Regions from separate parts of the Mus musculus genome. Here regions 2, 3, 4, 5 and 6 are each linked to region 1. Evidence: chromatin contacts called from public Hi-C and HiChIP or PLAC-seq data. All regions are on one chromosome and are shown on one strand. Each heading gives the region's core, a stretch centred on a gene start, on an enhancer-like site or on the middle of the called end of the contact. The rest is flanking DNA. Distances are from core to core; before and after follow the strand shown.

What was found. Hi-C and Micro-C count contacts between places; a contact is called where the count stands out from the background. HiChIP or PLAC-seq counts read pairs in DNA pulled down with a chosen protein or histone mark.
Region 2: a contact with region 1 is called in an H3K4me3 HiChIP or PLAC-seq map of embryonic basal ganglia, with 4 times the contacts expected there. The contact joins the enhancer-like site here to the promoter of Maml3 in region 1. A contact is called at or near these places in 2 of 39 promoter capture datasets (the 3T3-L1 cell line and neutrophils), 3 of 484 Hi-C or Micro-C datasets (bone marrow-derived macrophages, embryonic stem cells and nephron progenitors) and 11 of 115 datasets of contacts at active chromatin or transcription factors (the 230-238 cell line, astrocytes, craniofacial prominence and 8 more).
Region 3: an H3K4me3 HiChIP or PLAC-seq map of embryonic forebrain shows a contact between it and region 1, with 6 times the contacts expected there. The contact joins the enhancer-like site here to the promoter of Maml3 in region 1. A contact is called at or near these places in 13 of 39 promoter capture datasets (the 3T3-L1 cell line, 3T3-L1-derived adipocytes, the HPC-7 cell line and 9 more), 1 of 15 datasets of contacts at CTCF or cohesin (pro-B cells), 7 of 484 Hi-C or Micro-C datasets (the Ba/F3 cell line, the HL-1 cell line, the HPC-7 cell line and 4 more), 28 of 115 datasets of contacts at active chromatin or transcription factors (the 230-238 cell line, the SCID.adh cell line, T-cell acute lymphoblastic leukemia and 19 more) and 2 of 9 other capture datasets (embryonic tail and pancreatic islet).
Region 4: a contact with region 1 is called in an H3K27ac HiChIP or PLAC-seq map of SST interneurons, with 6 times the contacts expected there. The contact joins the enhancer-like site here to the promoter of Maml3 in region 1. A contact is called at or near these places in 6 of 39 promoter capture datasets (the 3T3-L1 cell line, the C10 cell line, cranial neural crest and 2 more), 2 of 15 datasets of contacts at CTCF or cohesin (both in the NIH/3T3 cell line), 21 of 484 Hi-C or Micro-C datasets (the HL-1 cell line, the N1E-115 cell line, Sertoli cells and 11 more), 27 of 115 datasets of contacts at active chromatin or transcription factors (the NIH/3T3 cell line, SST interneurons, T-cell acute lymphoblastic leukemia and 22 more) and 1 of 9 other capture datasets (liver).
Region 5: a contact with region 1 is called in a Hi-C map of cerebellar granule neurons, with 2.4 times the contacts expected there. The contact joins the enhancer-like site here to the promoter of Maml3 in region 1. A contact is called at or near these places in 3 of 39 promoter capture datasets (the 3T3-L1 cell line, the HPC-7 cell line and frontonasal cranial neural crest), 1 of 15 datasets of contacts at CTCF or cohesin (the NIH/3T3 cell line), 6 of 484 Hi-C or Micro-C datasets (bone marrow-derived macrophages, cerebellar granule neurons, cerebral cortex and 3 more) and 26 of 115 datasets of contacts at active chromatin or transcription factors (the 230-238 cell line, the NIH/3T3 cell line, the SCID.adh cell line and 20 more).
Region 6: an H3K4me3 HiChIP or PLAC-seq map of bone marrow-derived macrophages shows a contact between it and region 1, with 3 times the contacts expected there. The contact joins the enhancer-like site here to the promoter of Maml3 in region 1. A contact is called at or near these places in 6 of 39 promoter capture datasets (the 3T3-L1 cell line, HPC-7-derived erythroid cells, frontonasal cranial neural crest and 2 more), 1 of 15 datasets of contacts at CTCF or cohesin (the NIH/3T3 cell line), 6 of 484 Hi-C or Micro-C datasets (the HPC-7 cell line, bone marrow-derived macrophages, embryonic fibroblasts and 2 more) and 27 of 115 datasets of contacts at active chromatin or transcription factors (the 230-238 cell line, DN3 thymocytes, the NIH/3T3 cell line and 20 more).

The regions. Positions count from the first base shown.
Region 1 is chr3:52,102,750-52,107,002 of GRCm38.p6, forward strand. Maml3 (mastermind like transcriptional coactivator 3) reads right to left here and starts at 2,257. Exons shown (of 5, transcript NM_001004176.2): 1 at 930-2,257. The coding sequence starts at 1,394.
Region 2 is chr3:51,602,317-51,606,569 of GRCm38.p6, forward strand. No RefSeq gene overlaps it. Among named protein-coding and RNA genes, the nearest start is that of Setd7, 44 kb to the left of the region's middle. Within about 2 kb of position 1,710, at least 54 of the 459 cell types and tissues checked have an H3K27ac peak or open chromatin away from gene starts, as enhancers often do. A contact at or near this core is called in bone marrow-derived macrophages and embryonic basal ganglia, where this site is marked.
Region 3 is chr3:51,737,772-51,742,024 of GRCm38.p6, forward strand. The region is part of intron 2 of Maml3 (mastermind like transcriptional coactivator 3); the gene reads right to left. Among named protein-coding and RNA genes, the nearest start is that of Gm46803, 32 kb to the left of the region's middle. RefSeq lists an enhancer at 1,081-2,085. Within about 2 kb of position 1,755, at least 105 of the 459 cell types and tissues checked have an H3K27ac peak or open chromatin away from gene starts, as enhancers often do. A contact at or near this core is called in the Ba/F3 cell line, the HPC-7 cell line, the N1E-115 cell line and 13 more, where this site is marked.
Region 4 is chr3:51,806,614-51,810,866 of GRCm38.p6, forward strand. All of the region lies in intron 2 of Maml3 (mastermind like transcriptional coactivator 3), which reads right to left. Among named protein-coding and RNA genes, the nearest start is that of Gm46803, 100 kb to the left of the region's middle. Within about 2 kb of position 1,793, at least 29 of the 459 cell types and tissues checked have an H3K27ac peak or open chromatin away from gene starts, as enhancers often do. A contact at or near this core is called in SST interneurons, cerebellum, cerebral cortex and 4 more, where this site is marked.
Region 5 is chr3:51,823,281-51,827,533 of GRCm38.p6, forward strand. All of the region lies in intron 2 of Maml3 (mastermind like transcriptional coactivator 3), which reads right to left. Among named protein-coding and RNA genes, the nearest start is that of Gm46803, 120 kb to the left of the region's middle. Within about 2 kb of position 2,446, at least 14 of the 459 cell types and tissues checked have an H3K27ac peak or open chromatin away from gene starts, as enhancers often do. A contact at or near this core is called in cerebellar granule neurons and pancreatic cancer cells, where this site is marked.
Region 6 is chr3:51,843,008-51,847,260 of GRCm38.p6, forward strand. All of the region lies in intron 2 of Maml3 (mastermind like transcriptional coactivator 3), which reads right to left. Among named protein-coding and RNA genes, the nearest start is that of Gm46803, 140 kb to the left of the region's middle. Within about 2 kb of position 2,479, at least 7 of the 459 cell types and tissues checked have an H3K27ac peak or open chromatin away from gene starts, as enhancers often do. A contact at or near this core is called in bone marrow-derived macrophages, where this site is marked.

The DNA.
Region 1 (4,253 bases), core at 1,007-3,506:
GCACTTAAGCCATTGGCTGCGCATCCTCCCGCGAACCCACCCACCCGGCCATTTAAGCCTTTCTCCTCCCTGCTTTCCTCCACTCCTCCGGGCTCGTTACCCGTCGCCGGAAAGTTGGTGAAGTGCGAGGTGGGGGCAAGTTGGAGAAGAGGATAGGGAGCAAGCCTAAGCCTTAAGGCAGGGTCAGAGCACAGCTCTGGCTCCCCTGCGCCCCCGCCTCCTTCTCGACCCCCTCGCAGCTGCCCCACCTGCCCTGCCACAGCCGCGGGTCTAGAGCGACGAGCGCAGCGCTCGCGCGCCCGGCATCCGCGCGCGCCCCCACGAGTACGCGCGCGCAGCCACCCTCACTCGCTTCTCACCCACTTCAAAGTTCATTCACAAAACTCTCAGACTTTCCCAAGCCCAAAGGAGAGGAAGTCAGGGACTCTTCCTTCCCCTCCTAAGGGTTCAGGGCCTGGCGCCCACTCAGAATGTGCGACAGCATCAATTTCTCCCTGCACCCGGCGGATGTGATGAGAGGGGTGGGCGAAAGGGGACCTATCTGGGGAGGCGCGGTGGTACAGAGAAAGGTGAAGGCGGGGCGCGGAGAGGAGCAGCGTGGTTTCTACTCCTGGGTTCACTCTGGTTCGCATCGATTTCTAAGACAAGGAGGGGGAAACTTTTCCTGCACCTCACTCTGGCACTAAAGCTCCCTCCTCCCCTTGGAGTCGTGACTGGCTTCTCTCCCTCTCATCCCTTCCTCCCCAAATCTGACAACCCTGACAGATTAACAGGTAGCGGCGGCGGCGAAAGCGTTTACCCTGAGAAAAGTTGACGTTAACCCTTCGTCTCCATCCCACCTCATCCCTCGGTGCAAATCAGACCCTCACAGCCCCCAAGCCAGGAACTCCACGCCCCCGACCCCAACGCGCACCCCAGTGAGCCCTCACCATGATCAGCGTATGGTTCCTCTGCTCGGCTGAGGCAGCCTCCGCATCTTGCTGGGTTTTACTCGGGTGCTGCTGCTTGCCGCTGCCGGCGCCCGATTTCTTGGCTCTCTGCTCCAGGGTCCTCTGATAGAGGCTCACGGTGTCCCGGCGCTCCAGCTCCAGCTGCTCCACCTGAGCCTGCTGATACCTGTTCTCGCAGTTGACGTGGTGCCGCCGGCAGCCCTCGATGCGCTGGCGGAGCCGCTCGACTACCGTGCTGTGCTTGGGGACGGCCGCCGAGCTGCCGCCGGGGCCCCCGGAGCCGCCGCAGCCGCCGGCAGCGGGGTGATTGCCACTCGGAGCAACCGGAGTGCTATTGGGAGTATTCACGCCGATCCCGGCCCCGCCGAGGCTGCTGCTCAGGCTGCTGTTGATGCAGATACTACTACCATTCGCGGCGGCAGCGGGGGCTGCGAAATCCCCCATCCTGCTCCCGGGGCACACTATTTTGGAAGAACTTTTTTTTTTAATCCACCCCCTATCAGCCTTCTCCTTGGGTCCAAGGATTAAAATAGTTTAAGTGGAACGCGGGGGAGACGCAAGCACATGGATGAAAAAACAGCGATCCCCACGGGGTGAAAAAAGGGGGAAGAGATTTTGGGGTGTTTTTTTTCCTTAAAAAAACTGTAAAGATCGAGGGGAGAAAAAAAGGGGGTGTTATCAGAATACCATCAGACACCTATCAACAAATAGAATCCCAACAAACTGAGCCGGCAGCAGATCGGCTTGCAACTCAAGGGGAGATCCGCTCCTCGCCTGCCTCCTTTTAATAATCCATTATTTTCTAATAAATTCCAGGAGGTTTCCGGTGGTTGGCAAGCATTTTCTCCCTACGTACCGAAAAACACACCCCATGTACACACACGAGCGTGTGCCTCCAGTGCGGACACGCGCGACACACACTCACTCCACGCCGCATCGGAAAACGGCGAGCTTGCTTATTGCATTTTCCTTCCACAAAAAAGTTTTGGTGTTTATGCCGCCCCGTGTTCTCAAAGTACTTTGGCTGCTCAGTTGCATTTCACAGGAGCCTAGACATCGAGTCCTCGGGCTGGGCAAGTAAACACATGGACAGTCCGAGGCGACTGCAAAAGTAGATCGCTGGAGTCCTTTGCGAAACGCCGCGCGGAGAGCAGCCACTAATGCTCGGCCAGGCTGCCGCTGCCGCCGCCGCCTCCGCCACCATCACAATGATCAACTGCTCGCCGCCGCCGCCGCCTCCTCCTCCTCCTCGCGCTCCTCCACCTCCTCCTCCTCCTCCATGCCAGCGGAGTGATATCAGGACGCGCGAGCTCAGTAAACACGGCAGCGGCGGCGGCTGGAGGCCGTGAGACAAGCCCGGGGACCCGGTGCAAAACCCGGCCCGGACTCTCCCCTGGCGGGAGCGGGCGCGGCGCGCACCGACCTGACTCCCGCCTCCCTTGCCCCCCCACCCCCTCCCCTTCCCCAATCCAGCTGCTCCCCAGGCTGGGAAGCCCCGACCTGCCAGGAAGAGGGGGGAAAACAAAGATTGGGGGGAATCTTAGGAGTGGATCACCTTTTGACCCGTGTGTGTGTGTGTGTGTGTGTGTGTGTGTGTGTGTGTGTGTGTGTGTGTGTGTGTGTGTAAGTGAGCGCGCGGCGCGCGTGTATGTGTGTGTGCGCGCGCGCGAGTGCGCGGGGACGCGCCAGGCTGGCTGTGTTTCCTTCTGCCCAGCGAGGTATCCAGCGAGCCCAAGTTGTTGTTATACATTTATGCATTATATTGCAGAAATGTGCATGACCAGGCAGAAACAGTGCAGCTTCCCAGCAGCTGTCATCCCCACCCATGTGAAATGAAATAGGCAAACGAGTGGCTTGTTTTCAAGGCCCAGAGAAGACCCTGCTAGTGAACTCTTGCTCAAACTCTAGGACCCTCTTTAACTCAAATAATTTTTTTTCCTTACGTTTATTTGTTTATTGGGAAGAAGTGCCTAGTGCCACACCCCACGCACGCTTAGAAGTCAGAAGACAGCTTTGTGGAGTCCTCTAAGGTGGGTACTTGAGTTTGAACCAAGGTTGTCAAGATCTGGGGCAGTCAGTCACCTTTACCTCCTGGAAATTTCATCAAAGTACCCATTCCTCAATGAACAGAACTAAGCAGTCAAAACAAAACAAAACCTTGGGATATTATTTATTTCTCTGTACATAACGACTGTGGTTATTATGACGATTATTGTTTTATTTATCCTTGAAAAAAAATAAAACCAAGCAAGCAGGGACTTGGAGGTGAGACTAACAGTACATTTAAACAGACTGTTTTGAACACTAGGTGCTAATGACGGCAGCAATTAAGGGTCCTGCCTAAATCAAGTGGAAAGATTGCAGATTTCATGCTTTAGAACTATAGAAAGAAAGAAAGAAAAAAAAAACACAGCATTTCACAGTTTGTTGTGACCAAAACAAAAACAAGCCAAAAAGTGTGTGGGGGGCAGGCTTAGCTTACCACTAGATATATTTTTTTATTTCAATGGATTCACATTCACAATAGCACGATTGAAATGGAGTAGCTGCAGAGAAGTAATCTCAGGTTTTGTTAATTATTATCACACATTATCTACCCAGACACTGAGTAGAACATCTGACAAGAAAGTTCAAACACCCTTGGCTCAGTCTTACACCATTGCCCAGAGACGTCTGCAAAAATGAAAAGGCAGAAATTGCTAGCACTTCTGGGGTCCCTGGGCTACAGACCTCGATGGTGGGGTGTTCATGAAACGGCTTTTTGAATGGATTTGGGGGGGGGAGGGGGTAAAAACACAGCCCTGTTTTCTAAAGTACCCAGGAATAAAAGAAGGCTGGGCCTTGTTTTTTGTATGACAAAACTTTTCCCGGGGAGGTGCGATACACACACCTACTCATTCCAGACAGAGAACCCACCACAGACCAGAGAACAGATGCCATCAAAGGTCCAACTTAAAGAACCAATGAGTTTCATTGGTGTTACTTACAGGAATATGGGTGAGGGGTTCCTTACTGGAGCAGAAATTACTCAAAGACAGCTGCCTCACCACAGCCCACCACAGCCTGGGGACAGCTCACAAGAGCTGGAAACCCGGAGCACACTGCACAGCCTACAGGCAACTCAACAGGCTGGACTGGGTCCTTTCCTGGAGGTGCCTCAGTTGACCTAAACCTCTTCCAGGTAGCTTGGCTGGTTTCTGCAGCTTCTGAGTAGCTGATCTGATCCCAGTCTTCTTTGCAGCTTGGCTTGTCTGAGTGTTTTTGTTTTTGTGAGTTGGGTTTTTTTTTTTTTTTTTTTTTTAA
Region 2 (4,253 bases), core at 460-2,959, 500 kb before region 1:
GTGCGTGTGTGCGCGCGCGCCAGGCACTGTTCTGAGGAGTTTACAACACTGAGCCTTTTAATTCTCATAGAAACGTAAAAACGGGCTGGTGAGATGGCTCAGTGGGTAAGAGCACCAGACTGCTCTTCCGAAGGTCCAGAGTTCAAATCCCAGCAACCACATGGTGGCTCACAACCATCTGTAATGAGATCTGACTCCCTCTTCTGGAATGTCTGAAGACAGCTACAGTGTACTTACATATAATAAATAAATAAATCTTAAAAAAAAAAAAAAAAGAAACGTAAAAACATTTTTGTTGTTTTACATCTTAAAATATGTTCTTACTTTTTGTGTGGGAGGGTGGGGTGCATGTGCCTCACATGTATCGGGGGTCAGAAGAAAACTTTCAAGAGTTGGTTCACTCTTTCTACTATGTGGGCTCTGGGGATCAAACTCAGGACGTTAGCCTTGGTGGCAAGTGACCTTACCTGAGGAGCCATCTTGCACTCTGATCTCACAGAAACCTTGGAGCACAGGTACTATGTTTACATTTTCCAAATAAGGAATAGAAGGCACAAAGCAAGTGACTTTCTCAGGGACACAGAAGAACAAATGGCAATGTTTATTCCGGCTCAGCCACTCTCATTCTAGAATCTAGCCAGGCCTCTCAGTCATTCCATTCCTGGTCCGTTCCATCAGCATTTCCCCGCCCTCAAATACATCTCTCTCCAGAACACAAACAACACCAAAGCAGCAAGGCTGGGGGTGTCACTCAGTGTGGACTACCTACCCAGTGTCCCCAGACCCTGGTTCAGTCCCTAGCACTTAGTGAAGAAACACAAACACAGTGTGGATTGCTGGGGAGTTAGTTCACTAACTGCTGATATTGTTTCCTTTCCCTGGAAGGCACCTGGGCGCTGAAACCAGAGGCAGTCTGACAAGCCAAAAGATGGCTGTTTTGAGGATTCTTTGGGCGGCTGCAGAGACAGCTCAGTGGTTAGGAACTCAAGCTGCTCTTGCAGAGGGCCCGAGTTCTGTTCCCGGCACCCACTTTGGGCAACTCACAATAGCCTGTACCGCCAGCTCCAGAGGACCTGGTGCCCTCTTCTTGCCAACATGGGCACTAAACTCATGTGCACACAGCTACACACAGACACACATGTATACATGTAAGTAAAAATTAAAACTGAGATCTGTTTTTTTAAAAAAAGACTCTTTGGGACAGGTGATAGTGTTTGCTTAGCATGCGTGAGGCCCTGGGTTTGATCCACATTAATGTATACTGTATAATGTATACATTGCTATGAGGTCAGTACTCACTGGACGGTTATCAAGGTTGCCCTTGGCTACGTAGCGAGTTGGGGCTAGCCTGTGCTATATGTGACCCTATCTCACAAAAGAAAAAAAAAAAAAAGAAAGAAAGAAAGGGGAAGAAAGGAAGACATTTGGAAGACTGGAAGATATTTGATTTGGAAAATGATTGAATTCCTGTGATAGTTGCTTGTTTATTTGACAAAAATGCTTGGGGTGGGTGAGAGAACTCTCCAACTGAAATGTTCGCAGAACAGCGGGGTGCGTTGAAGGCCAATCAGAGACTCTGTGGTAAATTATCCCTAAAATGCTTGTAAGCAGTGAGAAAAGACATTTGCATTCACGCCACTCTTTCAAACCACTTTGCGGTGACATTTGGCGAAGCGCGTCTTTGGCACGAAGCCCAGTAAGTGCACACGCAGCAGCCACGTGAACAGTCTGGCGCTGCGACTCACACGACATTAGAATTAGAAGACAGTATGGCTGGGTGTCAGTGGTTTCACTGGCTTTGTAGAAGAAGCAAGTGTATTTATTGACAGGGCGCCAAACCACAGCTTCTCATTTACAAACAGCAAGTGGGCTGTCTTCTTTGTGCATGTGTTTTTTGTTTTTTTTTGTTTTAAATGACCACTTGATTTTCTTTCAAAATTTTATTTATTTAAAAAAAACATTTTAAAACATTTATTTATTTTGTGCGTGCCATGTTGCATGCAGGTATGCTGCTAGGGGACAGTCTGAAGGCATGAGCTCTTTCCTTCGGCCTTGTAGAGCCCAGGGATCAAACACAGGTCCTGTGCTCTTCTCTGCTGAGCCAGCTTGCTCCAAGGTCACAAACAAGGTTTACGGTCTTTGGAAAACTCTGCAGGTCTCCAGAGACCGTCCGTAGTCATGTGCAATGTTATTTCCCCCCAAACTGAAAATCATGGCTGTTGATAGAGAAATTTGTGGAAATCAGCACAACCCCAAAATTTATCATCTCATAAGAACATTTATTTTAAATTGAAACTAAGTTCTTCTTTCATACAGCATATCTTGACCACAGTTTCCCCTCCCTTCTCTCGCCCCAACTTCCTCCTCACCCCCCTAAACCCACCCCCATACCCTGACACCATGATGTCTCCTCTCTCCTGGATCCATCTCCCCTTTGTTTCCCTTCAGAAAAGAGCAGGTCTCCAAGAGGCCATAAGCAAACATGACAAAACAAGATATAATAAGACAAGGCCAAAGCTCGACAAGACAACCCAACAGGAGGAAGAGTCCCAGGAGCAGGCAGACGAGTCAAAGACACACACACATACACACACACACACACACAAGGAATCCCATCCAAACACCAAGCCAACACCCACCCCATAGACTCAGGTGACCTAGTGCAGACCCTTGAAGGACCTGTGCTTCTCGCTTCTGTCTCTATGGAACCCTGTGAACCCTGCAGGTGATGCGGTGGGCTGTGTTGTCCTGGTGTCCTTCATCCCGTCTGACTCTGACAATTTTTCTCCCGTCTTCCAAGGGATTCCCCAAGCTCCAAGGATAGGCACCCGATTCAGATTCGTTGTTGTTATCAGTGCCCGTGCTATCAGTGTCTTATTGGGAAAGTCATCTCCTGTGCCGATGCTTGAATAGTTTTGAAGACTACTCCCAAGTTTCTCTTCTACCAGGTTCAGTGTATCTGGTTTTATGTTGAAATCTTTGATTCATTTGGAGTTCAGTTTTGTGCAGGGTGATAACTATGGATCTATTTGCAGGCAGACACCCAGTTTACCAGCAGCATTTGTTGACGATGCCTTCTCTTTTCCAGTCGTGTATTTCTGGCTTCTTTATTAAAAACCAGTTGTCCATAGGTATGTGGATTTATGTCTTGGGCTTCCAATTTGATTCCATTGATCAATCTGTCTGTTTTTATGTCAGTACCACCTAGTATGTATTATGATAGCGCTGTAGTACAATTTGAAATCAGGGATGCTGATATCTCCAGATGTTCTTGTACTGTTCAGGATGTGTTTTTAGCTATCCTGAGTTTTTTTGTTTTTCCATATGAAATTGAGAATTGTCTTTCAAGGTCTGTAAAAGAACTGAGTTGGAGTTTTGATGGGGGTTGCATGGAATCTGTAAATTGCTTTTTTGTAAGATGGTTGTTTTTACTGCGTTCATCCTGCCGGTCCATGAGGGTGGGAGAGCTTTCCTCTTCTGGTACCTTCAATTTTGTTCTTCAAAGATTTGAAGTTTTTATTATATAACTCTTTCACTTGCTTGGTTAGAGTTATTCCAAGATACTTTATATTATTTGTGGTTATTGTGGAAGGTGTTATTTTCCTGATTTTTCAGTCCATGTTATTTGTATTTAGGAGGCCTACTGATTTTTTGTTGTTGTTGTTGTTGTTGTTACTCTTGTATCCAGCCACTTTGCTGAAGGTGTTTATCAGCTGTAGAAGTTCCCTGGTAGAATTTTGGGGGTCATTTTTGTATACTATCCTATCATTTACAAATATCAATACTCTGACTTCTCCCTTCTTTATTTGTACCCCCTTGATCTCCTTCAGTTGTCTTATTGCTTTAGCTAGAAGTTTAATTACTATATCGAATAGTTATGGAGAGAGTGGGTAGCCTTTTCTTGTTCCGGATTTTGATGGAATTTATTTGGATTTGCCTGAATTTAATTTGATGTTGGCTATTGGCTTACTGTGTATTGTCTTTATTGTGTTTAGATATGTGCCTTGTATCCCTACTCTCTCTACGACTTTAATCATGAAGCAGTTTGAATTTTGTCAATGGCATTTTCTGCATTGGCAAAGTTGACCAAGCCGGGCAGTGGTGGAGCACGCCTTTAATCCCAGCACTTGGGAGGTGACCCTGAGGATTGGGTCTGTGGGGAGCAGAGAGAGTGGAGAAGGTCTTTGGGCAGCCTAAGTGGTCTTCTCAAAAGAACATCAAAATGAGCCCCCCACCCCCACCCCAAAGAATAC
Region 3 (4,253 bases), core at 505-3,004, 370 kb before region 1:
AAAATTGTTCATGGCCTTAGAGAAGTGCCAGAATCGTAAAGCCACGGCTCTTCAGAGCTGAGCTTTGCTTCACAACCAGCAATAGCTGGAGCGCTCCCTGTCTGCCCAAGTCCTCCAGGGCAGCAGCACTCGGGCAAGCATTTATTTAACTGAACTGTGCTTTACTACGATCTCTGGCTAGTCTACAGGCGTGAGGGCAGAGGCCATTCTGTTCTGTTCACTGATTTTTCTCTAGTGTTGGTACAAGAGGGCGTTAATCTCTGGAGGCTGGAGGACTCTCTGACTCCCCTGTCCCACAGACCCTGCTACCCTCAAGCAAAACCAAAGGCCCCTAAGAAAGCACTGAGTCTCTCATCTCCCACAGCAGCCCAGTGACAGGTACTGATCAAGTCTTGAGGTTGCCATTGTCATCAACTGCATCATGTTCCCAATCTCAGAGTGAGTTCTCAGAGGCCAGAGGACAGGAGACACCAGACAAATGAAGGGCTAGGGCAGGAGAATCCTAGGCTGAGGGAGCAGCCGGCCCAAAGATGGAACACAGCAGACTCACTTCTGAACTTTGTGGTCCACAGCATGACTAAAGATGAGATAGAGGACTCAGCAGGTAACAGGTGCCCAAGGACAATAGGCTTTGAGTGGGTTAAGTGGGCATTGTAAGCTAAGGGTGAAGGGACTCATATTTCCTCTGGAAGGCAGCTGACCTGTGAATGGGTTGAAGGACAACTGAATATTCTCAGGACTATGTCCAAGCATGTGATAATAATAGCCCGAGCGCGGAACGAATGAATGAATGAATGAATGAACGAATGAATGCCTAGAGAACAATAGAAATAATTAGGGTTCAATCCTGAAGCCCACTCGTAAGAATGACTACACTTAGAGGGTTGCATATTTTACTTTTAGAGAGTGGGAAGAATAATTTTGTGAACTATGAAAAGAATTTAAATCCTGTGTTGCTCCATTAATGATCAAGACAAGACATGTCTTAATAAGAGAATTAGCAGCACAAAAAAAAAGAAAAGAAAACAAAAGAAAAAAGGAAAAGAAAAAAAAAAGATAAAAGGGAAAAAAAGAAAAAAAATCCTGGGAGGAGAAACTGTTGGGGGAGGATCATGTTTGGGAACTAATTGAAGATTTGCGATAGTAATTTTTAAATCATAGACATGAATTAAGTCTGGACCGTGATGGCTGCATTCACTACACACAGCGGTTGGAGGATGATACAAATGGTTATATGATATTATATATTGAACCTCCACATTACAAGATTGTTGGAAATTAAGCTGTTTGTAACTTCCTTTGGAGGCAAGAGAAATATGTGTGCAAATGTTAATCAGGCCCCCGACCTGTCTTTTGGTGCAGTTTGATAGCCATATCTGGGATGGGAGCCAAACTCTCCTTTAGGGGAGAGCTAGCAGTCCCTAGAGCCTCGGTGATGAATTGCAGAGTCTGGGAACAGGAGAGGAAGTGGCCAGGACTAGAACAAAGGGCTGGAGCTGTGGTGGGTGCCTGGCTCCTCGTGGCTGCAGGCGGTATGTTCTGTGACTCTGGCTTTTATACAGCTCCTTTCTCAGCCCTCAGAATTCTTAATCCTATTTTCATTGCCCTAGGTAAACCGGAAAATATTTCCTTCTTGAATGCGGTTACTCACACAATAAACAGGTAATAAACATTTTACTGCCCTGAGCAGCCTCCTGCCGGGCAGGCAGGCTGGGGAGAAAAGGCTGCAGTGGGTGACCCCCTACAGGACAAACTGCAGGCGACAAAGGAGGCTAGTAACCCTTTAATAGTGCTCACCTCAGTGGTTCCGGGAGAGTGACCCTGAGCTGCTGGCACGAATTAGCCAGCCCCAGCGCTAGGGAGTCCTCCCTGCTTGAGGCTAGTAAGGGAAGATTTGATTTCACCAAAAGGCAATTTAGTTGCCATTTCAAAGCTCTGGCTGGCTAAACTAAGGATGTGGATGAAGCAGGGTTTACAATCTCTCATCTTAAACCTTGAGCAGGGAGCTCTGAAGGCTGGAAGGCCGGAGAAGTAGTTCTGGAAACAGGGATTCTCTCTCTAGTTTGCATCTTGCTTTCCAACACATCTTTATTTCCTTGTTCTTCTTGATATCTTCTCTGTATATCTGATTAGATAATTCTTATCATCCTTTGTCTTGTGCAAAACACAGTGGACATCTTATCTTCCCTCTCTCCCTCCCCTTCTCCCTCCCCTTCTCCCTCCCTCTCTCCCTCCCCTTCTCCCTCCCTCCCTCCCTCCCTCCCTCTTTCCCTCCCTCCCTCCCTCCCTCCATCTTGCTTTTCTGAACATCAAACCCAGGGCTTTGTGCATGCATCCTAATCCAACATCATGTAGATGTGTGTGTGTGTGTGTGTGTGTGTGTGTGTGTGTGTGTGTGTATGTGTGTGTGTATACACATCACACACATACACACACACATATATATACACATACACATACTCTTAAAAACATTTCATTTTTCATGTATTTATTATTTAGGGGCACTGTGGAGGTTAGCCAGTTCTCTCCTTCCACCTTGAAGATTTCTGAGGAGGAAACTCGATCACCAAGCTCGGTGGCAAAGTGATTTCACCAGTGGAGCCATCCTGTTCTCCAACATTTTTTCAATCACACCCAGGGTTCCCTCAAAAGCCTGCTACCAGGCTGGGAGAGATGGCTCAGTGGATAAGATTCTTACCAGGCAAGCCTGAAGATCACAGCTCAGATCCCCAGACCCACAAAAGGCAGACAGATGTGTTAGAAGGCACCTGAAACCTTGATTCACTTGCGGTGAGATGGAAGGCAGAGACAGGACAACACCTCCAGCTAGCCGGACTTCTACAGTGGTGATCAATAAGAGACTCTGCTCAAAGCAAGCTGGGAGCAAGGACAACCAAGACTGTCCTCTAGTCTGTACATCTGCTCTGCTCTGTCTGTCTGTCTCACTCATTCTCTCTCCATCTCTCTCTGTCTCTCTGTCTCTCTCTCATTCTCTCCCTCCTCTCTCTCTCTCATGCATGAGCACACACGGACACGGACACGGAGACACACACACACACGCACACGCACACGCGCACACACATATACTTTCTTCCCTAAAAGCCTGTTATCTTCAGCTCAGTTAAAGCTTTTTGAGATTTTCAGCTGCCTGGGAAATATTTCAGTTCTCTTTCACTGAAAGTATAACTCACAACAGTGAGGAGACACTGTGCCTTCCTTCCACTGTAGGAAAGAAGGCATAGCCAAACAGAATCGGATAAAGTCTGCCCCCCCCCCACCATTCAACTTATTACGGAAAATTAAAATCTTACTTACATAAACATTCCCCACCAAACAGCACACCAAATCTGAATGTATTAGCCCAGGGCAAACGATAAATGCATAGATAATTTTCCAATTCATATAGGATGAAATAATGATTATTTTTTATAAATCAACAGTTCTATGAGGCCAGCTGCAGTTAATTTATGGTATCTGGTTCTAATCTTATTTGAGAATATTAATTTTTATTGTACTTTGTTGCAGAATGGTTAGGACTGGCAAGCAGGTAACTGTGATACTGCCCAGTATAAAGGAGTATTTTTGCTTGAGACCTGATGGGGTGGGGGGGAGAGGCACTCATTCTCGATGTAGCTTCTGTCTGGACACAAGGACACAGACGCCTGCACATCCCTTCTGCTTTGGCATTTCCTTTGGACTTTTCCTGGAAGGGCTAAGGGAATGACTGACAGTGAGGAGTCACCTAGCAAGCACACTCAGGAGCTCAGCAGAGAATGACAAAGCCGCCGACTGCAGCAGGGCTCCTGGGCTGTTTTTGGACATTTTGGCAGAGAATTTCAGGTACATAGGGGATTTTTCCTCCACTCCTCTTTGGGTGCCTCCTACAGAGAAAGGATGCAGGTGACACTCAGAGCAGACACTTGAAAACTGAAAGACTGTGACACCCCCACCCCACCCCCACGCAAATGGAACAGAATGGCCCTGGATGGGTACACACAGCAGCAAGGGGAAAGAGAACACAGGGTAGGGATCAGACAGGCGGGGTCTGTGTGAAAAGGGACAGCCTGAAAAGAGCAAAAGGCAGGGTGTAACCAGTGCTAGAGTTTTATTAGGCATCTGTCCTGATTAGCTTTAACTGTCACCTTGACGAAGCCTAGAGTCATCTGGAGGACAGCCACTGCGCAGGAATTCCTAGAGCAGAGTGTATGTGTGCAGCTGTCTTGATTGTTCACTGACACAGAAAGGCTAGCGCC
Region 4 (4,253 bases), core at 543-3,042, 300 kb before region 1:
ATACAGCCTTCTGCTGGAATCCGTATAAAACCCAACTGGTGATATGACGAGGGTTAAACTGTGGTAAAACATAGGTCTCCGTTCCTCTTGGAGCAATGCTGGGTTCTGTGGGTCACATTTACAGCCACAAAAGCTCTGGCGCAAAGGATTACTCCCCACTTCTATTGGCTCTCATCTGTTTGCGCACATGGAGGCCCAGTCAATGTACCTTTAGACCTGGTGTAAGGCAGATTCTAAACCCAGAAGTTAAGGTTTGGGTGCCTGCGTGTCCGAGTGTGTGTGTGTGTGTGTGTGTGTGTGTGTGTGTGTGGTGCCTTTAGGCTGGGCGAGCATAAGCGGGAAGCTCAGTCAGCCAGCAGCGAACATGAAGCACCATATAAGAATGCTCTAGAAAGTTTTACTAATTTTGAGTCAAAGCAATTTTAATAACTCTGCATTAACTACAGTCATGTCATATAATTAATCAGAAGGTAACCACCACTGTCTGGGAGATGGGGTTCAGGAAGTTAAGCATAATTAGAGAGGAGATGTGAGGCGCAGACGAAGCCTTGCATTTGTGTGTACCCCAAGAAGTTAGTTCTGGTCGGCGGCTAAGGGAAAGGTCATCTACAGAGTCCCATGCTGCAGATACGTTTCCTTTTGACTGAGGAAAACTGAACAGCTCTGATGAAAAGATAAAGAGAAGGAGCAAGAGGAAGATGTCTCCTCTGATGTGAATTCTTTTGTTTTTGTTCTTTTTGAGACTGGACCTCGCTGTGTATCCAGGACTGGCCTCGAACTTGCTATGTGGATCAAGATAGCCTCGAGTTCACAGAGATCTGCCTGCCTCTGCCTCCCGAGTCAGACTGCCATGTCAGACTCCTGTAAACTCTCTTATGTCTGCTTAGTGTCCAAAGAAGCCAGAAGAGGGGCCAGATCCCTCTGCAACTGGAGTTACAGACAGTTATGATCTATCATGTAGGTGCTGGGAATTGAACCAGGGTCCTCTGGAAGACCAGCCAATGCTAAGTCATTTCTCCGAAACCTGATGTAAATTCTTGAGTAGCAACTTGGATCCAGGTAAAGTTAAAGTTAATATAAAGGTTTTCGCTAAGAGCTGAAGGTAAAGAGAGATGGCTCCCTGCCCACTGCATCAATGGCTACACAGATGCAACAAGACGAAGGGGCTAAAGAATTCTTGAAAACTGCCTTTACTAGAGGATGGGGCTGAGAATCTGACACTCATTAATAGGAATCCCCATACTTCCTCAGATTCAGCAACCACGAGTGAGCTCATGATTTGCCGTACCGCCCCTCATCCTTGTCCAACAGATCAATTTATTTTTTTCATGGAATATTCTTTTGTTGGCCTGTCTTTTGCTCCTCCCCCAACGAGCAACTGAGTTCGGAGCGGATATGCAGTGTGAGCGTGCGTGTGTGTGTGTGTGTGTGTGTGTGTGTGTGTGTGTGTGTGTACACCCAGGATGCAGTTTCTTGTTCCCACCCTACATTGTTTGTTGAAATAAATATGGAAATCAGGTTGAGCAAGCCAGCCAAGCCAGCCAAACTGAAATAAATTCATCACTCATGGGCTCTCAGGGGAGGGCAACAGTGCATTTTTTTCTAAATGATTATTTCTGAAGCACCGAAGGAATGGCTATATCACTAATGAGGCCTGTATGCCATGACTGCTGATTATAAATGACCCGCAAAGAGACAAGGAGATGGTGGGTATGGAGATACACTTGGGAGGATCGAGAGAAGCAGCTGGGGGTGGAGGCTGCTACCACCAGGGCCAAGCGGAGGAGACGCACCCAGAACGCACTCTGTTTTTCTCATCCAGAGCTCCATTCCCAGAGCAGCATGTGACTTATTCTGTGTGAGTTCGGGTGAGTGGAAAGTTTCCAAATGCCTCACAAAGACAGCAAAAAACAGCTCATGGCTGTGTCCTCAGGGCGCCAGAGATATCCCTCTCTTCTGTGCATAGAAGTTCTTACTAGATCTGCAGAAGATCTAGTAGGGACTCAAGGGACACAAACCATACCATGGCACTAAGTGATGGCTCGACTCCCCACTAGAGGCTGTTTCTTGATAGCTGTGAACTTGGACTAGAGGATGGAAAGCCAGTCCTGGCATCAGAAAGCAAGTGTTCTCGGAGCAGATGGTGGAGGCCAGGCCAGGCAGACAACTCTAGATTCACAAACCTAGGACTCTCAAAAAGTCAAGAGGGATTGCCACAAAAGGGAGCTTTGTGACTCAGTGGCACTCCTAGTCCACGGTGATCTAAGGAAATATCCATAGCATTTCAGCATGACCTGGCAGGACTCGTTCAGACAGCAGGACCTGGTGTGCAATGTCGGCTGCTAGAAAAGGCCCACAAGGACCCAAGTTCAAATCCCCAGAACCTATGTAAACAGCTGGGTGTCTCAGTAGCAAGTACCTGTAATTCCAGAACTACTCTGGCGAGATGGGTGGTCGAGACAGGGGAATCTCTCAAAGCTTAGGGCAGGCTAAGGTGGCATATGCAACAGTGAACTAGAGACCGTTTCTCAAAGATGGTGGAAAATTGGGAGACACCTCTACATGTGCGTTGTGTGCATCCATGTCTTCATTCACACACACACACACACACACACACACACACACACACACACAGAGCACAATGGCCTGGCACGAACCACCTTTGACAAATGACATGACCTAGTCTTTGAAGGCAGAGGCACAAGCAACTAACATATGCTTTCTGTTGCTGTTGTTGTTGTTTGGCCTGGCATTGCGGTGTAGCACAGGCTAGTGTGGTCTTTTTATGTAGCCCAGGGTGGTGTGTGGTGATTCTTCAGCCTCTGCCTCGCAACTGCTTTTGTGAGCTTTTAACAACCAACAGTGAATTTGAAAATGAGTGTATCACTATGTTTATTGCCCTATGGCAACATCCTTCTAGAAAGTACTGGTGGGAGGAAAGGCCCTTCTGCAGCCTATCAGACTAGGGCTTTGCGACACGACATGAAACCAATCAGAGACTGGGATGGGTCCAGGGGCTCCTGAGCTTATGGAAGAGGCTTGCTGTTTGTCCACTGTGTGCCCTCCTGCAACATCCAAAGAGGATTCCAGAAATAGTGTTTCATAGCTCCCATGCATCCTTCCGCATGCACAGCTGTAGATGGAGAGTCCCCCGCCATTCACAGACTCCGAGTGAAGCCCGTGCGTTGGCTCTTTCTGCTCAACACTGGAGCTGCTCTAGGATGCTGGCAACCAGTCACGGTGAAAGGAGCCAAGGATTCTGGGTGACCACCTTTGACACTAGAATCAAATGCTATGTGGTTTCAAGCATGATGGAGGAAATTCTGCTCACTGAATTCGTTAAAACGGTCTTCATAAAACAGGGAGGAGGGGGAGGATGTAGGGGACTAATTATAAAGTTCCACTCAGTTTACTCAGCTCCTCAGCCTGGCTGCCATAGCAAGAGAGACTCGATGCTGTTAGCTCCCTCCCCACAGCCCTCTAGGCAACAAAGAACCACTCGTCAGCTAAGAGAAAAGCAGCAAGCAGCCGGCCCTGGCCTTCCCCTTCTTCATCGCTGGTGAGAATGCTACTGCCAGATCTGTCTTTCTCTCTCATCTTCTCCACCTAAGGTCAAAGAACAAACAGGCTTCCCCAATAATCTTAACAAAGAAAAGAACGGAAAGTCACCCAGGCCAAGTTGCAAGCTCTAACTAAGCCTTGATGCTTCCAGGAAGGAACAGGGAGAGGGGCTGGAATGATTCCCCCAGATCGCACCTCACTCTCGTGTGTGGTTCTCTAACAACTCTGACCCCGGCTGTCATTCGAAAAGGCTACAGCACCATGCCACTGGAAACAGCTAAACCTGGTGTCATGTCGAGTGGTAATAAGGCCACTGCTGGTTTTATTTATTTATTTATTTATTTATTTATTCATTCATTCATTCATTTATTTTTGCAAGCACTCCATGCACTTAGGAGATAAACATGAATATCCTATCGCTGGCCTCCACAAGTCACACTTATCAATGGCGAGGAAAAAAAAACCAACAAAACACTGCTTTTGTTTGACAGGTGTTGCTCGGTGCCTGTGGTAGGAAGTTACTTTTTTTTTCCACGCTGCCCATTAGCATCATGAAAAGGCAAGGGCCAGCTGCATTCACAGACTCTTTCCGCATGTGTCCACTGGTGGGGACAGCCGAGCATCCTTATGTCCCCTCCAATAAAGAGAACTAATTACCCTCCACCGTACCACCTGGGCTAGAGACAAGCTGT
Region 5 (4,253 bases), core at 1,196-3,695, 280 kb before region 1:
TTTAGGATTCTGAACATGGGCTGCATGCTTGCAGAACAGCAGGTACATTACCAACTGGGCCATCTCCCCAGCTTTTATTTTCCTTATAAGAAGTAGTAATATATAGTAATAGCTATAAATAAGAATGAACACTGCACAAGTTATTACTGTCATGATTGTCCTCTTCTGTTATAGACAAAGACTTGATGGCATAGGACAATCAGGGGACCAGCACTGCAAAACAATTCCACTACAGAACTCCACATTCCAAGGCACCATGTCTTCTCCTTTCTGATTGTACTCTACATACAAAAGGTTAGACTCTGAATCTGTTAAAGTTCCATCAATGGTTCAAATGGTGTTAGCTGCCATTCACAGAGCAGTCAAAACCCCAAACTAACAATGAGCTCACCTTGCTAAAGATACTGATACGTCCAGGGAAGGTACAAATCTTATCTTCTCAAACAAACAAGGTGGAGGCCGAGGAGGTGGCGTCCTGAAGGTATGTTTGCTGGGAGCGATAAGGGAGAAGGCTGGAATGACACTTCAGAATCAGGGAGATAGTTGGGAGGCCCCCAGAAGACAGAGTGCGAAAGGCTGAACCCAAGAACACACACACACCCTCAGGAGACTTCTAATCATCTTTTTGATTTATCTCTCAGATCAGCTTAGGGGAACTGGGTCTCATGACCCTTGCTAGTTGGTTCACTTGCTGAGGTCTTTGGACACAAGAGTTGGAAAGTCAGAGACGCTGAATACAGAAGAGACCTCAGCACCATCTCGGGGTTGAGAATGCAGTCTGATGTCCACACCGCTTTAGTTCAGTGTGTGACATATAAGCTGCACTCAAGAGTTATCAGTAGGTTTGCTACTAGTTCATGCTTGGATCCCCGTGTGCAAATTGAGGGGTGGGTGGGAATTGAGGCCTCTTCAAATTCAGAGAGACCAAATGACTAGAAAATGTATGGATTGTAAACACAATTGTTCAGCCTTGATTTCAGCAGATGTTCTAACCCTATGCTAACCCTAATGTCCATGTGACCCAGGGGTGAGCATCTGGGTGGACTGGATGTGCCCTCCCAGGTCTACAGAATCAATGATGCTATACGACAGAGCACTGTATAGAACAATTCCTTCCATGTTCCATGTCGCCGCCAGAGACATTTTCATGGACAAACCCGCGCTGACGACTCATTGGTCCAGGAGTGGCACCAGAAGACTGCAGTGCCAAACCAGAGTCCCCAGGTCAAGAAATTTGCGTCTCAAGTGATCACTATGCAATGTCACTTAGAGTAGGTGCTTTTGAGAGAACCAGGCCACTCGTGTGCTGCACGCTGGAACCACGGATGTGGGTTACCTAGGCTTTATCTAGATGGCAGCTGTCACACCGGTTATTCTGGTAGGATGGCCTGCTGTGTTTGTTGGCTCTAGCCTAGGTGGGGAATCATGGACTTACTCTAGGACATATGGTCACGGTTCTCAATCTCCCTCCACAGCCTCCGAACTTTTGCTAACTCATCCATGTGCTCTCGCCCAGAAGAAAGGGAAACCAAGCTTACTTAATCGCTGACCTCCATCCACATTCAATTTGAGACAATGGATTTGAGCCTGGAAGTCTGTGTCTTAGGTGCCTTCAGCAGTAGAGACGGGCACATTCCGATGGCTGAGGCTTCCAAGAGAGCTGTTTGAGGATGAATGGGGTGTCGCTGGAGCAGGTGTTATATATTAAGTGATCCTGTCCTCCTTCTATTTGAATATGAGCCTCATCCCATGCTACCTGCTGGTAGGTAATAAATCTCAGGGCCTGACACTTCTGGAGGTCTGGGCAAATGAAGCTCCCGCAAGATAAAGTGCATTTCAGGCAAAGAGATGAACCGGTGTCAGAACAAAAACTTTATCAATGCATATATCAGAGAAAAGAAAGCTGTCCTCGAAAAATGGCTTCAGGAGGGCTTTACAGTTAGAGTCATTTCCAAAAGGCCCCTCTTCATTTTCTGCCTCTTTTACAGCACACATACTAGATTGATCAGCCTAGGCACACACCTGCATCAAAGCAGACTGGCCTTTTCTATTATGTATTTTTTAAAAACACAAGAGATTCAACCAAGAAGGGAAAATAATCAAAATATGATGTTTCATAGTGCCCAAACCTTGTGTTTTGTAGCCACTTTATAAAGGTGTATAAGCACACATTCCACACTTCTAAAGTCTGCTATGATTCAGGGAGACTAGCTCAGGTTAGTAAAGAAGAAATTACTGGTTTTAATATTCATCTGGCAGCACAAATTTTTATGAGGCCATAGGAATGCAAAATAAACTCATAATGAGAAAAATAATTATAGGCTTCTTCATCTAAGAGCCTTATAAAAATGGTTATATCCCAAATGAAGGCTCAGGAACTCTGAGTCACCCTTCAGGGCTGTTTACATAGCATTCCGCCCGAGTGTGCTGCCATGTGCTGTCTCCGTCAGGGCCTGTTTGCTAATGGAATTCCACGGGCGCCTGCGTCTTTCAGGATCAATACATCCCTACAAAACTGCCGCTGAGCACCTGTTTGGGGGCAAGCCCTTGTCTAAGGTTTCAGTACCTGGGAAGGAAAAGAGCAAAGGAAACAGGCACCCAGCACAAAGCATGTTCTATAACCCGGACGCCTGTCGGTTGGTCTAGTTAGAGGCGGCAACAGAAAGACTAAGGCTTTGATTGTATGTGAAGTTCCAATTCAAAAGGGAGAAGAGAAGAGGACTCTGGGAAGGTGCATCCTGATGACGAAAAGGTGTGGCTAAGCACCTGCAATGCCGGGAAGCCTTTGTGGGCCTCAGCTCTCTCCTCCAGCTCACAGTCCTTCTGGGAAGGCTGGGTGAACATGGCTGCTCCGTCAACCGTCGCTGAGAGGAGAGGGAATGGATGGCTCCATCTTGATGCTCTCTACATAGGGTAAGGTAGACTCCAAGCCACCCGTCCGAGGCATGTGAAATTATGAAATGGGTGAAGGAATTGGAGTGACAGGGCAGCCATGCAAGGCCTGGACCTTCAAAAAGGCAACCCTACACTTGTAAATGTCGGGGACTACTGGGATACTCTGGCACCCCATCCTATCCATTCGGAATTAGCACATCAACAGTCATAGCCTTTACTATTATTGGGGGATATAATCTGTAACTCTAAAGAAACCGCAACTAATAAACCATATCTGAATGATGTTTCGTAACATTAACAGATGCTTAAGGCAACAATAAATCTAACGCACAAAAAGGAGGAAAATTGGTTTCTCAGTGTTGATGTAGTTCTGAATTTTAAATTCTAGTAGTGGAAAAAAAACTGAATGAAAACCACCACAAGGCAACAGAAAGACAACATCAAAGAGGGTTAATTAGCATAACGAAGCATTGTGACTTAAACAATGAATGGGACCTGAAGCAAGGAGGCGCCACAGATATTAGCGATGTTAACACCAAAAAGAAAGGAGAGAGAAGTCAGCTTCCTCTACAGTTGGTTGAGTGTGGGCAGAGGTGGGGCGGGCAAACACTCAGAGATCAAAGAAGACAGGCTAGAGAACTGTGCCCCCTGTAGGAGTCCAGTAAAGATGGAGGTCTCAGTATGTGCTCTTGACTCATGGCACCTGCAAAGCCACAGTGACAAGGAGACAGGCAATGAAGGGGAAGCTTGCTTGCTCCTGCACAAGATGGGAGTCTCCCCACACCATGCCCCCATGAGCCTGAACGGAACGTCTCGTCACAAGAGTCTCATGCTGGTTGGTGTTTAAGAAACCAATAAAAGGCTGTAGGGATGTAGTGTGCAACTCAGGCATGGGAACATGAGTTGGAATTCCCAGCATCCATGTGAGAAAAGGCAAGGGGTGGTGTTCACACCTCTATAACCCCGAGGTGAGGAATGTGGAGAGGAGGTACTTACTTGGTACTTACTGACCTAGTCTCAACGGGTAAAACTAAGAGACCCCGTCTCAAAAAACAGAGGCGAATAGTGACAGAGGAAGACGACACCTAAGGTTGATCTCTGGCTTCCGCATGCATGCCCACGCGCGTGAACACACATGCACCATATAATATAAGCTTGCGTTCTCATAACGGGACTCAATACAGTGATAGCGGGTCTTCTTGCCTATTGTCTCCGTCTAAGAGTCATTGCCGTGCATCTTCACGATTTCAGAACTACAGAGCTGGGACATTAGAGGACATGGAGTGTGCTCATCAATTCATCAAGTGGCCATCGGGTCCTTATTTCCTCCCGCACAGGTTGTCGCCATCCTTGAGCAG
Region 6 (4,253 bases), core at 1,229-3,728, 260 kb before region 1:
GTACAGTACAGGGTTATTCTACTTTATAAAAATAGAAGAGTTTAGTAGCTTCTAGAAAAGTCCAGCATTTCTATGAATGCTCGTTGAGTGAAAATTTGCTACATATACATGAGAGTGCGTGTGTGTGTGTGTGTGTGTGTGTGTGTGTGTGTGTGTTTGTGCATGCATGTGTGTGTGTGCGCTCGCGCGTGCACGCGTGTGCATGCAGGTGCCAATGGAGGCCAGAGAGGGTGTTGGATCTCCTGGAGCTGGAGTTCCACTTAATTATGAATGCTTAGAACCAAACTCAGGTCCCCTGCAGTAAATGCTCTTCAGGCAACAAGCTACTGCTTAAAGCTTTGTTCTTCTTACACACTTAAACAATAACCACCATTAAACAATAACCACCATTACAGAGTACTCCTCAGAGACTAGACATAAACAATTAATATAAAAAAATACCAGGCAAAGAGAACACACAATATGGGTATTTATTATTGTCCTAAATAATGAAAACCAATGTTTTTATAATGCTGTGAATCTATGGGGGGAAAAAATCAACACTTGTAAAAGTCCAATCACAAAACATGGTTAGCCATATGTGACTGTAGTAGTACAAGCTGACATGAATGTTATCGGCTAACCTCACATGTTTTCGGTGTGTGCATCAGAATATCAGCAGATGGGAAATCCTCGTTGGAAGAATTAGATACAAATGGCTGGTGAGAGGGCTCAGCAGAGAAAGCACCTGAGTTTCAGGACCTGGGACGCAGGGACTGGGAGGAGAGAAGTGACTCCCGCTACTTGTCCTTTGACTGTCACACATGTGGACCTAGAAAGTCCTCACACAGACATGCGTATGCACCTGCCCTACACACGTATACACATACTTGCACACACAGTTTGAATGAATGCTAACAAACAATAATAGCAGGGTAAATAGCAAGTGTTTAAAGTACAGATACAATATATCAAGATTTACACGCAACATGTCGTTCACAAACCGTATCATCTTAATATTCAGCATATAGTCCTAATCGTTCACATAATCTCCCTTTTATTTGGTCACATATTCAGTCACCAAGTGACTGAATGGTTGCCTCTGACTGCCTCTGTGCCCAGGCTCCCTAATATTACATCTAGATATTTTTCTACTGCTGGAAAGCAAGCCCATGGCCACAAACAGTCTAGGCAAGTTCTACCACTGAACTCTTCCTCAAAATTTTCTCTTGTGGTTACTATAGTTGCTACATAATTTGCTCTTTAACTCTTTAAAAAAAACACAGGCTGGCCTCAAACCCATGACCTTTCTGCCTCAGCCTCCTCAATGCTGGGACCACAGGTCTGTATCAAAAGGCCTGACTTTCTCCCTTAAATGCCAGTGTCCAGGTGTCTGACTAGAGGTAGTACAGAGTTCCCGAACTATTCACCCACGCCACTTTAAGTGCATTCCTTCCCGGTATGAGTGCAACCCTCCTGCCTGGCTACAATCTGAATTGTTTTTTTTTTAAGAAAACGTCCTCTGGCCTCCACTAGCATGCCTTCGGACGCTGTTAGCCAACTCCTCTTTGCCCTCCGTCCACCTGGAAGCTTGCTTCCTCCCTGGGGCCCAGGTGTTGGTTTCTTCAGGCTGTGCTGACCCTCATCTTTCTCACCGCCTCTGCACGTACAATTTGTTTGTTTTGATAGGGTTTCTCGGCATAGCGCTAATGCTGTCCTGGAACTCACTATGTAGATCAGGTTGGCCTTGAACTCACAGATCCTCCTGCCTCTGCCTCCCGAGTGCTGGGATTGAAAGCATGCGCCACCACCATCCGTCTGCATGCAGAACTTAGTAAAGTTTTATTTCATCTTGACATGAGGCAGAATCATCTGAGGGAACCTCAACTGAGAAAACACCTCCGTAAGGTCTGCTGTAGAGAGGCCTGCAGGGCATTTTCTTAGTTAGTGATTGATGGGGAGGGACCACAGGTGCCAGTGGTGGTTCTGAGTTCTCTAAGAAAGCGGACTGCCGTTACGAGAGAGGCTTCCTCCTGACGCAGATGGGAACAAATAAAAGAGACCCAGAGCCAGACATTCTGCAGAGAGCGAGAAACCTTGGAACACTAAGTCTTAAAAGGATGTTTCCATCAAATCCCCCCCATCAGGGTTCAAGGAACAGTGCAAAAGAGGAGGCAGAAAGAATCTAAGAGCCAGAAAGGATGGAGAACGCACACCGCCACCACCACCACCACCACCACCACCACCACCACCACCAAAACAAAACCAAAGTTCTCTAAATCCGTAGGATTGATGCACATATGAACCCACAGTGACAGAGACAACACACCCAGGACTGGCATGGGTCTGCAGCAGATGGGACTGAAGGAGAATGGACACAGAAGCTAGCTCCAACTGATAACCACTTGCAAATAAAAGTTTACTTCTCTCCAAGGGAGCCTTACTGGGGAAACAAATACTCTGAAGGGCAGCTGCATGGCCAGCAGAAGACACCAACAGGAAACCAAAATCAGTGCCGGCTCTGGAGGTTCCTTGACTCATGATGTTACATCAGAGCTTTCTTTCTTTCCTTTTCCCCTTTTTAATTGTCTTTTTTAATTCTATTTTTATTTCTTATTTTTTAAAATTTATTTTATTTACCCCCCCCCCTTTTCCCCATAGGTCCTTTGTGTAGATATTACAGCTCCCAGTTTAGTGTCTTTATGGTGTTCCTGAGGCAAATGAGTGGGTCTCTGCATTTAAATTTGTTTCTTGTGCCTTTTCTTGGGCTATTTTCCTTCTGTCTGACTGTTTTGCCCAATCCCGATGTGTTAATTTTTGTATATTTTATTATATTACTATCCCTTAGGTACCTGTTTGTTTTCTAATGAGAGATAGAACAGGTGGCTCTGGTTGGGGAGTGGCGTGGGAAGGAACAGGAGGAGACATGATAGGACATACTGCGCACTGGATATATTATGTGAGAATAAATCTATTTCAGCAAAAGGAAAAATAATGGAAGAAAAAGCAAGCAAGTAAGCATGGAAGAAAGCAAGGAAGAAAGCAAGGAAGGAAGCAAGGAAGGAAGGAAGGAAGGAAGGAAGGAGGCGGAGCAAGCCATGAAGAGCAGGTCAATAACACTGTTCCACGGCCTCTGTAGCAGCTCCTGCCTCCAGGTTCCTGCCCAGTCTGAGTTCATGCCTTGGTTTCCCTCAGTGGACCGTGATTCAGGATAGGTAAGCCAAATAAACAGTTCCCGCCCCAAGTTTATCTGGTCATGGTGTTTTATCACAGCAATAAAAATCCTAAAACAGCAGGTACACTTGATTAGCCAGTGCTAATGAGGGACCCACGTTATCTTCCAGACTGGACTCTCTGGGGCTGCGCACTGGCTGATGGGATATGGACATCGCTTTTAAAGTTCATTGGTCAAGTTTTACAATTTCCCGTTCTTCTGATGACCTCATGACTAGTAGCCTTCTATTAGGAAGAAAAGCTAGCCCTACCCTTTTGTCTGTAAATACAAGAGATAGCCTAGAGGGTCCTGGACTGGAGCCCAGGGTGCTGAAGAATTATAGCTCGAAAGGAAGAGAACCAAGAGTCAAGGGTGAAGTGAAACTGGGCATGTTGTCCACATCTCATTACTTTCAAAGCCCAGGGACATCTGGGAAAGCTGTCTGGCTTTCCATCTTTGGTAAACATTAGAATAGGGGACCCAGAGCCATGGCCCAGAGCCTCCCCAGTGACTCTTAGTTCTTACATTTGAGAACAGTCTTGCTCTGAGGATGATCTCTCCATAGAGCGCTACACAAGCCTCAGGTTGCCTCTGACCTGTGCACTATCCACTCTACGGCCAGCCAGCCTTTGTCCCTGCGAACTCTTGAGCTCAGCGCACTCAAGTTCCCAAGGAAAAAGGCGAATAGCCACCCACTCGTGGAGAGATCAAGGAGGACTCTTCCTTGGACTATGAGAGGCATGGTGAGGATGGAGCTGTGTAAAACATGATGCTCTGTCCTGTTAAGACATTCAACAAGGGGCTAGGGAGATGGGTCAGAACACTGTCCGGCAAGCCTAAGGACGTGAGTTTGAATCCTCGGCACCCACAGAAAACGTCAGGCATGGCTGAGCAGGACTGTCCTCTTAGTCTTGGTGAAAGTAGACAGGAGATCTCAGGAGTTCCCTGGCTAACCATCTTAGCCAAAAAGGCGAGTTTCTGGTTTTGTGAAAGACCCTATTTCAAGCCAATACGTCAGGCAGGACTGGAGGAAGACACCAAGCTTTTTCCTCTGGCTTCC